Regions from separate parts of the Sus scrofa genome. Here region 2 is linked to region 1. A link is a contact called in public HiChIP or PLAC-seq data. All regions are on one chromosome and are shown on one strand. The core of a region is the stretch at or near the end of the contact, and the rest is flanking DNA. Distances in the headings are between cores, read along the strand shown.

Region 1 (4,882 bases), core at 1,372-3,871:
GTTCCCGTCATGGTGCAGGGAGATGAATCCGACTAGGAACCATGAGGTTGTGGGTTTGATCCCTGGCCTTGCTCAGTTAAGGATCTGGCATTGCTGTGGCTGTGGTGTAGGTTGCAGACATGGCTTGGATCCTACGTTGCTGTGGCCATGTTGTAAGCTAGCAGTTGCAGCTGCGATTCAACCCCTAGCCTGGGAACCTCCATATGCTGAGGGTGCAGCCCTAAAAAGCAAAAAATAAATAAATAAATAAAATAAAATTAATGTAGAGATAGGGCCCCACCCATCAACAAACAAAAAAGATAAGAAAACCTCACCATTTAAGAGGAGAGAAAAGGAGTATACTAGGAACAGAATTTTGAGGAAACATCAATATTTAAGTTGTGAACAGAAGAGAAGGAAGAATAAACAAACAAGAAAGAAAGAAGAGGCATCAGAAATTAGAGACACACAAGCCGATCAGCAATGTTTAATGTGGCAGAATGTCAGTAACAAACATTTACTTTATAGCTTAAGAAGTGCTTTCTGGCGTTCCCATTGTGGGTCAGTGGAAACAAATCTGAAAAGTGTCCATGAGGATGCAGGGTCGATCCCTGGCCTTGCTCAGTGGGTTAAGGATCTGGTGTTGCCATGAGCTGTGGTGTAGGTTGCATATGTGGCTTGGATCCCATGTGGCTGTGGTTGTGGCATAGGCTGGCAGCTGTAACTCCAATTCAACTCCTAGCCTGGGAACCTCCATATGCCACCGGTGCGGCCCTAAAAAGACAAAAAAAAAAAAAAAAGAGCTTTCTGTTTATAATGAAGTAAAAGATTTTCATGTTTAATCTTCACAAGGAGAATAAGAACTAGAGTTCCTTGGTGGCTCAGCAGGTTAAGGATCCAGCATTATCACTGCTGTGGTGTGGGTTTGATCCCTGGTCCAGAATTTCTACATGCTATGTAGTGGCCAAAATAAATAACTAAATAAATAAATAAATAAATAAAGTAGAATGAGAACCAAAAAGAGGCCGTTAAATTTGGCAACTGGGGGGACTCTAGTGCCTTTATGAATGGCAAAATCAACAGGATAATAGGAAAGGAAAACAAACTGAGTGAGTTGAGAAAAGCTTAAGGTGAAAAGAAACAGAAGCTAACTTATTTAATTCAACTAATTAATTAATTAATGAGTCTTTTTAGGACTGCACCCTCGGCATATGGAAGTTCCCAGGCTAGGGGCAGAACCGGAGCTGTAGCCACCAGCCTACACTACAGCCACAGCAACGCTGGATCAGAGCCAAGCCGAGACCAACACCGCAGCTCAGGGCAATGCCAGATCCTTAACCCACTGAGAGAGGCCAGGGATTGAACCCGCATCTTCATGGATGCTAGGCAGGCTTGTTAATCACTGAGCCACGATGAGAACTGCAGCAGGATCTAACTTTAGTCATCAGGAATTCTTATTTCCTAGGCCCTGAAATATTAAAAAGAGGAATCCCTAGAAAGTGAGTACTTTCACTTTAAAGTGAGTTTTCTGGAGTTCCCGTTGTGGCGCAGCAGAAAAGAATCCAACTAGGAACCACAAGGTTGGGAGTGTAGGTTGCAGACACAGCTTGGATCTGGAGTTGCTGTGGCTGTGGTGTAGGCCAGCAGCCATAGCTATGAATATACCCCTAGCCTGGGAACCTCCATATGCCACGGGTGCGGCCCTAAAAAGACAAAAGACGAAATAAATAAAGAAAGTGAGTTTTCTGCTTTATTAAGTCATCATGGATTTGTTTCAAAAACAACTCAGAGGGAGTTCCCGTCGTCGTGGCGCAGTGGTTAACGAATCCGACTAGGAACCATGAGGTTGTGGGTTCGATCCCTGCCCTTGCTCAGTGGGTTAACGATCGGCGTTGCCATGAGCTGTGGTGTAGGTCACAGACGCGGCTCGGATCCCGCGTTGCTGTGGCTCTGGCGTAGGCTGGCAGCTACAGCTCCAATTAGACCCCTGGCCTGGGAACCTCCCATATGCCGCGGGAGCGGCCCAAGAAATAGCAAAAAAAAAAAAAAGACAAAGAAAACAACTCAGAGATTGTTCCATCTTGAAGAAAGAGGCAAGGCGAAAAACCCTACTGGTATCTACATATAACAGCACTCATGAGGAATGCTACAGTATCCAAAAACTATTTTCTACTGACTTAAAAAAAAGTGTCAAAAACTCTAAGCAAATGCAGCTACTATGGAAGTTAAAATTTTACATAATGATAATACATTAAATATAAACATAAAATAATAGCTATAGTTTACTTCTTTTAATGGGCTATGCATTCTATTAAGCACTTTATAGATACTATTCAGTCTTCCAGCTCTGCAGGGCAATAGGGCTTGCCCTGGGTATACAATAGAGCACAGAGGGAACCCAGCATGACTCAGATCTTCTTCTGGAGCAACTAGATACATCTTGCTACCATATACTGAGACAGGGGAAGCGAGGGGAAAATCAGGCTTTGGTGGGAAAATTAAGAGTCTGTGAGGTCATGTTAAGTTTGAAATGTTTCTTAGAAGTGGTGGGAAGCTGGACAGTGAGTCCACTGCTGAGGAGAACGGTCAGGGGTGAGTTTGTGACTCAGCTAGATGGTATTTAAAGCCTTGGGTCTGAATACGCAGACAGGGAAGTGGGTAGAGCAGAATCCTCAGTATTTAGAAGAGGGAGGGGGAGCAGAGGAGCCTGTAAAGCAGCTTGACAGAAAGTAGCCAGAAATGCTGGAGGAAAGCCAAGAGGATACAGGGTGATAGAAGCCCAGAGAGCATGTTTCAAGAAGGGTATGGTCACTTTTACCGAAGACTGCGAAGAGGTCAAATAAGAACAGCTGTGAAGTGACCACTGTATTTAGCGAATATGGAAGTCACTGGTGATTCTGACAAGAGCTCCCTGTCCACAGAGTGGCAGCTATAGCAGTGGAAGCTCAATTGCAGTGGAAAGAGTGACGTCAGACAAGATTTTCAGGAAGGGCTGTTCTTTTTTTTTTTTTTTTTTTTTTTGTCTTTTTGCCTTTTCTAGGACCATTCCCGAGGCATATGGAGGTTCCCAGGCTCGGGGTCTAACCCGAGCTACAGCTGCTGGCCTATGCCACAGCCACAGCCACGCGAGATCTGAGTGGCATCTGCAACCTACACCACAGCTTACGGCAACGCCGGATCCTCAATCCACTGAGCAAGGCCAGGGATCGAACCTACAACCTCATGGTTCTTAGTCGGATTCGTTAACCACTGAGCCATGACGGGAACTCCATCAGGAAGGGTTGTTCTGAAGGGAAGAAGAGAAATGGGGTAGTAATTAGACGGGGATGGAAATATCAAGGCACTTTTCTTTTCTTTTTTTTTGGGAGGGGGGCATGGCTGCTGCATGAGGAAGTTCCCAGGCCAGGAAATGACTCCAAACCACAGAAGTGACAATGCCAAATCCTTATCTGCTAGGCTACCAGGAAACTCCAAAGGCACTTTTTTTTTTTTTTTGAGGTTGAAAATATTAGAGCATATTGGTATGCTGATGAGATTGATCCAGCAATCTCCCTGCTGACAAAGAAATTAATGATGCCAGAGAAAGGAGGAATTATAGGAGCATAATTCTTGAGAAAAGGAAACAGCCCAGGGCCTAGAGAAACTGTGTTAGGATTGGTTTTTTAATGAGAGCAGAGATACTTTATAGATTTTAAAAGAAGAGAAAGCTGTAGTTCCTGCTGTGGCACAGTGAGTTAAGAATCCGACTGCAGCAGCTCAGGTTGCAGTGGAGGCGTGGTGGTTCAATCCCTGGCCTGGCACAGTGGGCTAAAGGGATCTGGCATCGCCACAGCTGCGGCATAGGTCTCAGCTGTGACTAAGATTCAATACCTGGCCTGGGAACTTCCATATGCTGCTAGCGTGGCCATAAAAAGAGAGAGAGATAGAGAGAGAGAGAGAGAGAGAGAGAGAGAGCGCACAAGCTTATGTGTACAGATGGGGGAGATAAGAAAACTTCACGTTTGGACCTAGAGACGGTCATGTCTGATTGCTGCTATTATCTCTGGTTCAGGAAGTGAAAATAGTGAGCCCACGCCTCCGAGTTCCTGCAGCGGAGCAGACTGCATGACCAGTAAGGAGCCCTCGGAGTAGTCAGGGGAAGCAGCAATGTACTTGCTCTTGTGTTGGACCCAATAAAGCTTCCCCTTAGTTTGGTGTTTTAAAAATATGGTGTCTGGAACTGTGGCATCAGCATCTTCAGGGAATTTGGTTGGAAATGCAAACTAACAGGCCCTATTTTCAACCCATGTAATCAGAAACTCTGGAGATAGGGCCCAGGAACATGTTTAAACAAGTACTCCAGGTGATTTTGAGACATTCTGCAGAATGCTGAGTTTCTTGGAAGGGTGATACAGCAATTTCCTAGGTATGAAAATGTCAGAATCAAGAGCTTTTTATAATGAACCTAAGTATATGACAGAGCTTTAAAAGCACTGGGAGCCAGCTCTGCATCCTTCCTCTTACCTACCTTTGCCCCAAAGGCCAAGCCCAAGCCTACAAGTCCATGACTGTTACAGAAATTACTCCCAAGAGATTCAGACCTTAGATGAAACAGACTCTCTGAAGGCTAATTTCAAATTCTTAAGAAACATGCACTTTGGGGGAAAACAGAACACAGGGTGGAACTGAAGGAGATGGTGCAGAAGGATGTGTGATTTGGGGTCAGACAGACTGGGGTTCTGGTGTTAGGAACCACCACTTATTAGTGTGTGTTCTTAAAATACTTTTCTGAGCTCATTTTCTCACCTAAAAATATGGTGCTGCCAATATCCGACCCCTTCTGAGGTAAGCGTCTAGACGCTGTCCCCAAGTGGTCATGTATTGTGTCATGTGACCCTGGTCACAACTCGGTGGACTAGTAACC
Region 2 (4,574 bases), core at 1,081-3,580, 300 kb before region 1:
TGAGAGGCATGGAACAATATCATTAACACAACTTTGTGTGTGTGTGCGTGTGTGTTTTAGGGCTGCACCAACAGCTTATGGAAGTTCCCAGGCTATGGGTCAAATCAGAGCTGCAGCTGCCGGCCTACACCACAGCCACAGCAACGCCAGATCCAAGCCACATCTGACACCTATGCCATAGCTCACAGCAAGGCCAGATTCTTAACCCACTAAGCAAGGCTAGGGATCAAACCCACATCCTCCTGGATACTAGTCAGGTTCTTCACCCACTGAGCCACAATGGGAACTCCTCACCCTGTTTTTTTGTTTTTGTTTTTTGTCTTTTTAGGGCCATACCCATAGCATATGGAGGTTCCCAGGCTAGGGGTCTAATCGGAGCTGTAGCCACTGGCCTACGACAGAGCCACAGCAACGAGGGATCTGAGCCTTGTCTGTAACCTACACCATAGCTCATGGCAACGATGATTCTTAACCCCCTGAGCAAGGACCGGGATTGAACCTGCAACCTCATTGTTCCTAGTCGGATTCGTTCACCACTGCACCACGACGGGAACTCCTAACGGGGCCTTCTTAATCTCCCAGGCGATGTCCTCTCTGTTTACTCTGTATTCTCCTATTTATACAGATACTCGTGAACCTTATTTCTCCATGTAAATATTAAAATAACTTTATGAAGTGTCTTAAAAGATTCAGCTGGAATTTTGATGGAAATTGCATTCAAATGTTGGATATATCTAGAGAGAAATAACATCTTTACCACATTACTATCCATTAATATATATTTTATTCCATTCAATGATCTCTTTAAGTCCTTAAGAGTCTACTTTTTTTTCTCTCTCTCTATAAAGGTCATTTTTAAGGCTGGTTTCTAGGTATTTTATAGTTTTGTTGTTATTATGAATAGTATCTTACTTTTACTATTACCCAGCTGGATAATGATAGTGGAGAGGCATATTCATGCGTATGATGCCACTTAGAGCAACCTTGCAGAACTCTTTTAGTTTATTTATATATTGGTATTGATTCTCATGGCTTTTTCTTTTTTTGTTTGTTTGTTTTTGTCTTTTGTCCTTTTAGGGCTGCATGTGTGGCATATGGAGGTTCCCAGGCTAGGGGTCTAATCGGAGCTGTTGCTTCTGGTCTACACCACAGCCACAGCAACGCCAGATCCGAGCCGCCTCTGTGACCTGCACCACAGCTCACAGCAATTGCCTAACTTGCTCTATTCAAGTTTACTTATTTTTTCTTGTGCCAGTTGGACAATTTACATTATTTTTAATTTATTTGGCTGAGACTTGCAACATCTTGATATGGACCTCAGTTTCCAAACCAAGGATTGAACATAAGCCACAGCAGTGAAAGGCTGAGTCTTAACCACTAGACCACCAGAGAACTCCCTATTAAAACTTTTTTTTTCCTTTTTCAGATGCACCTGTAGCATATGTAAGCTCCCAGGCCAGGGGTTGAATCCAAGCCATATCTTCAACCTAGGCCACAGTTGCGGCAATGCTGGATCCTTAACACACTCTGCCACAGTGGGAACCACTAAGACTTTTAAATAACTAGTTTTTGGTGGGGCGTTGTGGGTTATTTTGGCTGTGCCCGGAGCATATGGAAGTTCCCAGGCCAGGGATCAGATCCACATCACAGCAGCAACTCAAGTTGCAGCAGTGACAATGCCAGATCCTTAACCCACTTTGCCACAAGGGAACTCCAATAACTAGTTTTATTTATTTATTTATTTATTCGCTTTTTAGGGCTGCTGCACTTGTGGCACATAGAGGTTCCCGAGCTAGGGTCAAATTGGAGCTGGATCTGCCGGCCACAGCCACAGCCACAGCAATGCCGGATCTGAACCACATCTGTGACCTACACCGCAGCCCATGGCAATGCTGGATGCTTAATCCACTGAGAAAGGCCAAGGACCAAAACCACATCCTTATGGATACTAGTTAGATTCATTACCACTGAGCCACAATGGGAACTCCTAAAATTCTTTTTTAAAATCTCTTTTTCACTGATTTCTGCCTCCCCCCTCCTTATGTTTTTTGAAGCTCCACTTTGTAGCTCTTCTCCAAATTATTGCACAAGGCATCAGTTAGGAATATTTTCAGTTGCTCGTAAGAGAAAACATGAATAAAAGTGGCTTAAATAAACAAGTGGGCTTTTGTTTTGCTTTATTATGGTTTTTATTTACACAACAAGGAGTCTGAATGTAGGTGGTTGCTGGCACGAGTTCAAGTGTTCAGTCACCAAGAACCTTCCTGGTGTCATCCCGCCTTCGTGCTTGGTTGTCCTCAATGCTGGATTTTTTTGATCTGATGACTATCAACCTACCTCGTGATCACAAGACCGCTGTCACGGCTCCAGACAAAACATCCATGTCCAAGACAAGAAAGGGGGAGGAAATATTACAAGCAAAGGATTCTCATGGCATTCCCTTCTCTTAGAACGCAACAGGGGTTCCCATGGTGGCTCAGTGGAAACGAACCTGACGAGCATCCAGGAGGACGCAGGTTTGATCCCTGGCCTCGCTCAGTGGGTTAAGGATCTGGCGTTGCCCTGAGCTGTGGTAAAGGCTGCAGACGCGGCTCGGATCTGACGTAGCTTTGGCTGTGGTGTAGGCCGGTGGCTACAGCTCCAGTTCAACTCCTAGCCTGGGAACCTCCATATGCCGCAGGTGTGGCCCTAAAAAGACAAAAAAAAAAAAAAAAAAGGAAAAGAACATTTTCTGCTCAGGAGCCTCCCAGAACAGTCCTGCTTGTATCTCGTTGGCCAGAACCTGCTTGTATCTCGTTGTGTCACGTGACCAGCTCTGCGGGCTGGGGCGTCTGGGAAAGCCCGCGTTCAGCTTTTCTAGCCTCCGAGGCAGAAGGAAGAAGGGAGCTGGGAGTGGGCTGTGGGGTTAGCCACCAACAGTGTGTCACAGACAGTGAGCTCATCTGTTTTTCAGTCTTCCCTGTTTTCTTTGTCCCTTCCTAATGCCTTTTGGGTGACTGTTCACCCTGAGCTCATTGCTCATCCTCCCATTTGGCTGTAACCATTCTGCTTTCAAGCCATGCAGGGTTTCAACAATTAAATTTTTCATTCCCAGTATTGCCAACTAATTCTTCTTGTTTGTTCCTACCTTAGGTTAACAATATTCTCCCTTTTCTTTTGAGAATATTTATTATACTTATTTATTTTATTTTATTTTTTGTCTTTTTATGGCCACACCCGTGGTATATGGAGGTTCCCAGGCTAGGGGTCTAATCGGAGCTACAGCTGCCAGCCTACGCCACAGCCACAGCAACATGGGATCCTTAACCCACTGAGCAAGGCCAGGGATCGAACCCGCAACCTCATGATTCCTAGTCGGATTCGTTAACCACTGCACCACGACGGGAACTCCCCATTTCTAGATTTAATACCTAACCTACTGCAGTTTCAACCTGCATCAGACATGTAACCTTAATCAACCAGTCTGTAATTTTCTGGTCAGCACCAATGAGGTCATCTGCCACGTGGGCCCTCTTCATTCCCCAGAGAAAGAAGAGGCAATCTGGGTAATAAAATCCTTGCCAGTCTCTTCCCCTGGCAGAAAGGACATGTCCTGGCCTAGAAATAATCCTTTCTTCTCTTTTGCTAATAGCTCCCTTGCTCTACCCCCCTTCCTATAAAAACCTTCCATTTCAGAGTTCCTGTCCTGGCTCAGCAGAAATGAATCTGACCAGCATCCATGACGACACAAGTTCGATCCCTGGCCTCGCTCAGTGGGTTAAGGATCCGGCGGTGCTGGGAGCTGTGGCATAGGCTGGCAGCTGTAGCTCCTTCGACCCCTAGCCTTGGTCTTTCCATATGCCGCGGGGGCAGCCCTAAAAAGCAAAATAAAACTAAATAAATAAAGTGTCCTACATTCTAAATGTGCCTGATTTACTTCTCAAGGTGTCATTCATTTTGTTTCTCCATCCCCTGTATTTCCTGGAAACAGAAAGTCAAATATTTTGCTGCTGCTGTTGTTGCTGGGAAGTTAAATCTAGAAGCTGGACTGGATGTAGATTGCACATTTGGGGCATCGTTATCACTTAGATGATGCTGTGTCCTTCATATTGTATCCTTTCAGGAGACACGTGATGCCAGAGTGCCCCATGACTAGTGATGCCTGGTTACAGCGGTGACTGCCACATTTTTCCATGGAAAGGTATGCTTTCCCTTCCTAAGCTGTTAATGCAATACTCTGGCACATACAAACATCCTGTCCTCAGTAACCTTTCACCTAGCATCCACTGAACCATTTAGTTCATTGGAAACTGAAGTACAGTTCCAGAGGGTTACTTTTTTTACTATTTTTAATTTCAGTGACTATATTAAAAAGTTATCAGACGGCTCGGATCCGGTTCTGGTAGTTCCCTAGTGGTATCTAGAAAAAAAAAAAAAAAAAAAAGTTATCTAGAGAGTTCCCTGGTGGCCCAGTGGGTTAAGAATCCAGTGTTGTCATTACTGCGGCTCAAGAAGCTGCTATGGTGCTGGTTTGATCCCTGGCCCTGTAACTTCCACATGATGCAAACATAGCCAAAAAATAAATAAAAGAAAGT

Evidence for each region. HiChIP or PLAC-seq counts read pairs in DNA pulled down with a chosen protein or histone mark.
Region 2: a contact with region 1 is called in an H3K27ac HiChIP or PLAC-seq map of alveolar macrophages. The contact joins two enhancer-like sites. A contact is called at or near these places in 3 of 47 Hi-C or Micro-C datasets (embryonic fibroblasts, epiblast stem cells and retroperitoneal adipose tissue) and 1 of 2 datasets of contacts at active chromatin or transcription factors (alveolar macrophages).

Annotation. Positions count from the first base shown.
Region 1 is chr6:166,285,315-166,290,196 of Sscrofa11.1, reverse strand. All of the region lies in intron 4 of ZSWIM5 (zinc finger SWIM domain-containing protein 5), which reads right to left. Among named protein-coding and RNA genes, the nearest start is that of UROD, 43 kb to the left of the region's middle. Within about 2 kb of position 2,621, at least 10 of the 83 cell types and tissues checked have an H3K27ac peak or open chromatin away from gene starts, as enhancers often do. A contact at or near this core is called in alveolar macrophages, where this site is marked.
Region 2 is chr6:166,581,632-166,586,205 of Sscrofa11.1, reverse strand. C6H1orf228 reads left to right here. Exons shown (of 18, transcript XM_021096783.1): 15 at 4,103-4,180. Among named protein-coding and RNA genes, the nearest start is that of KIF2C, 6.0 kb to the right of the region's middle. Within about 2 kb of position 2,330, at least 11 of the 83 cell types and tissues checked have an H3K27ac peak or open chromatin away from gene starts, as enhancers often do. A contact at or near this core is called in alveolar macrophages, where this site is marked.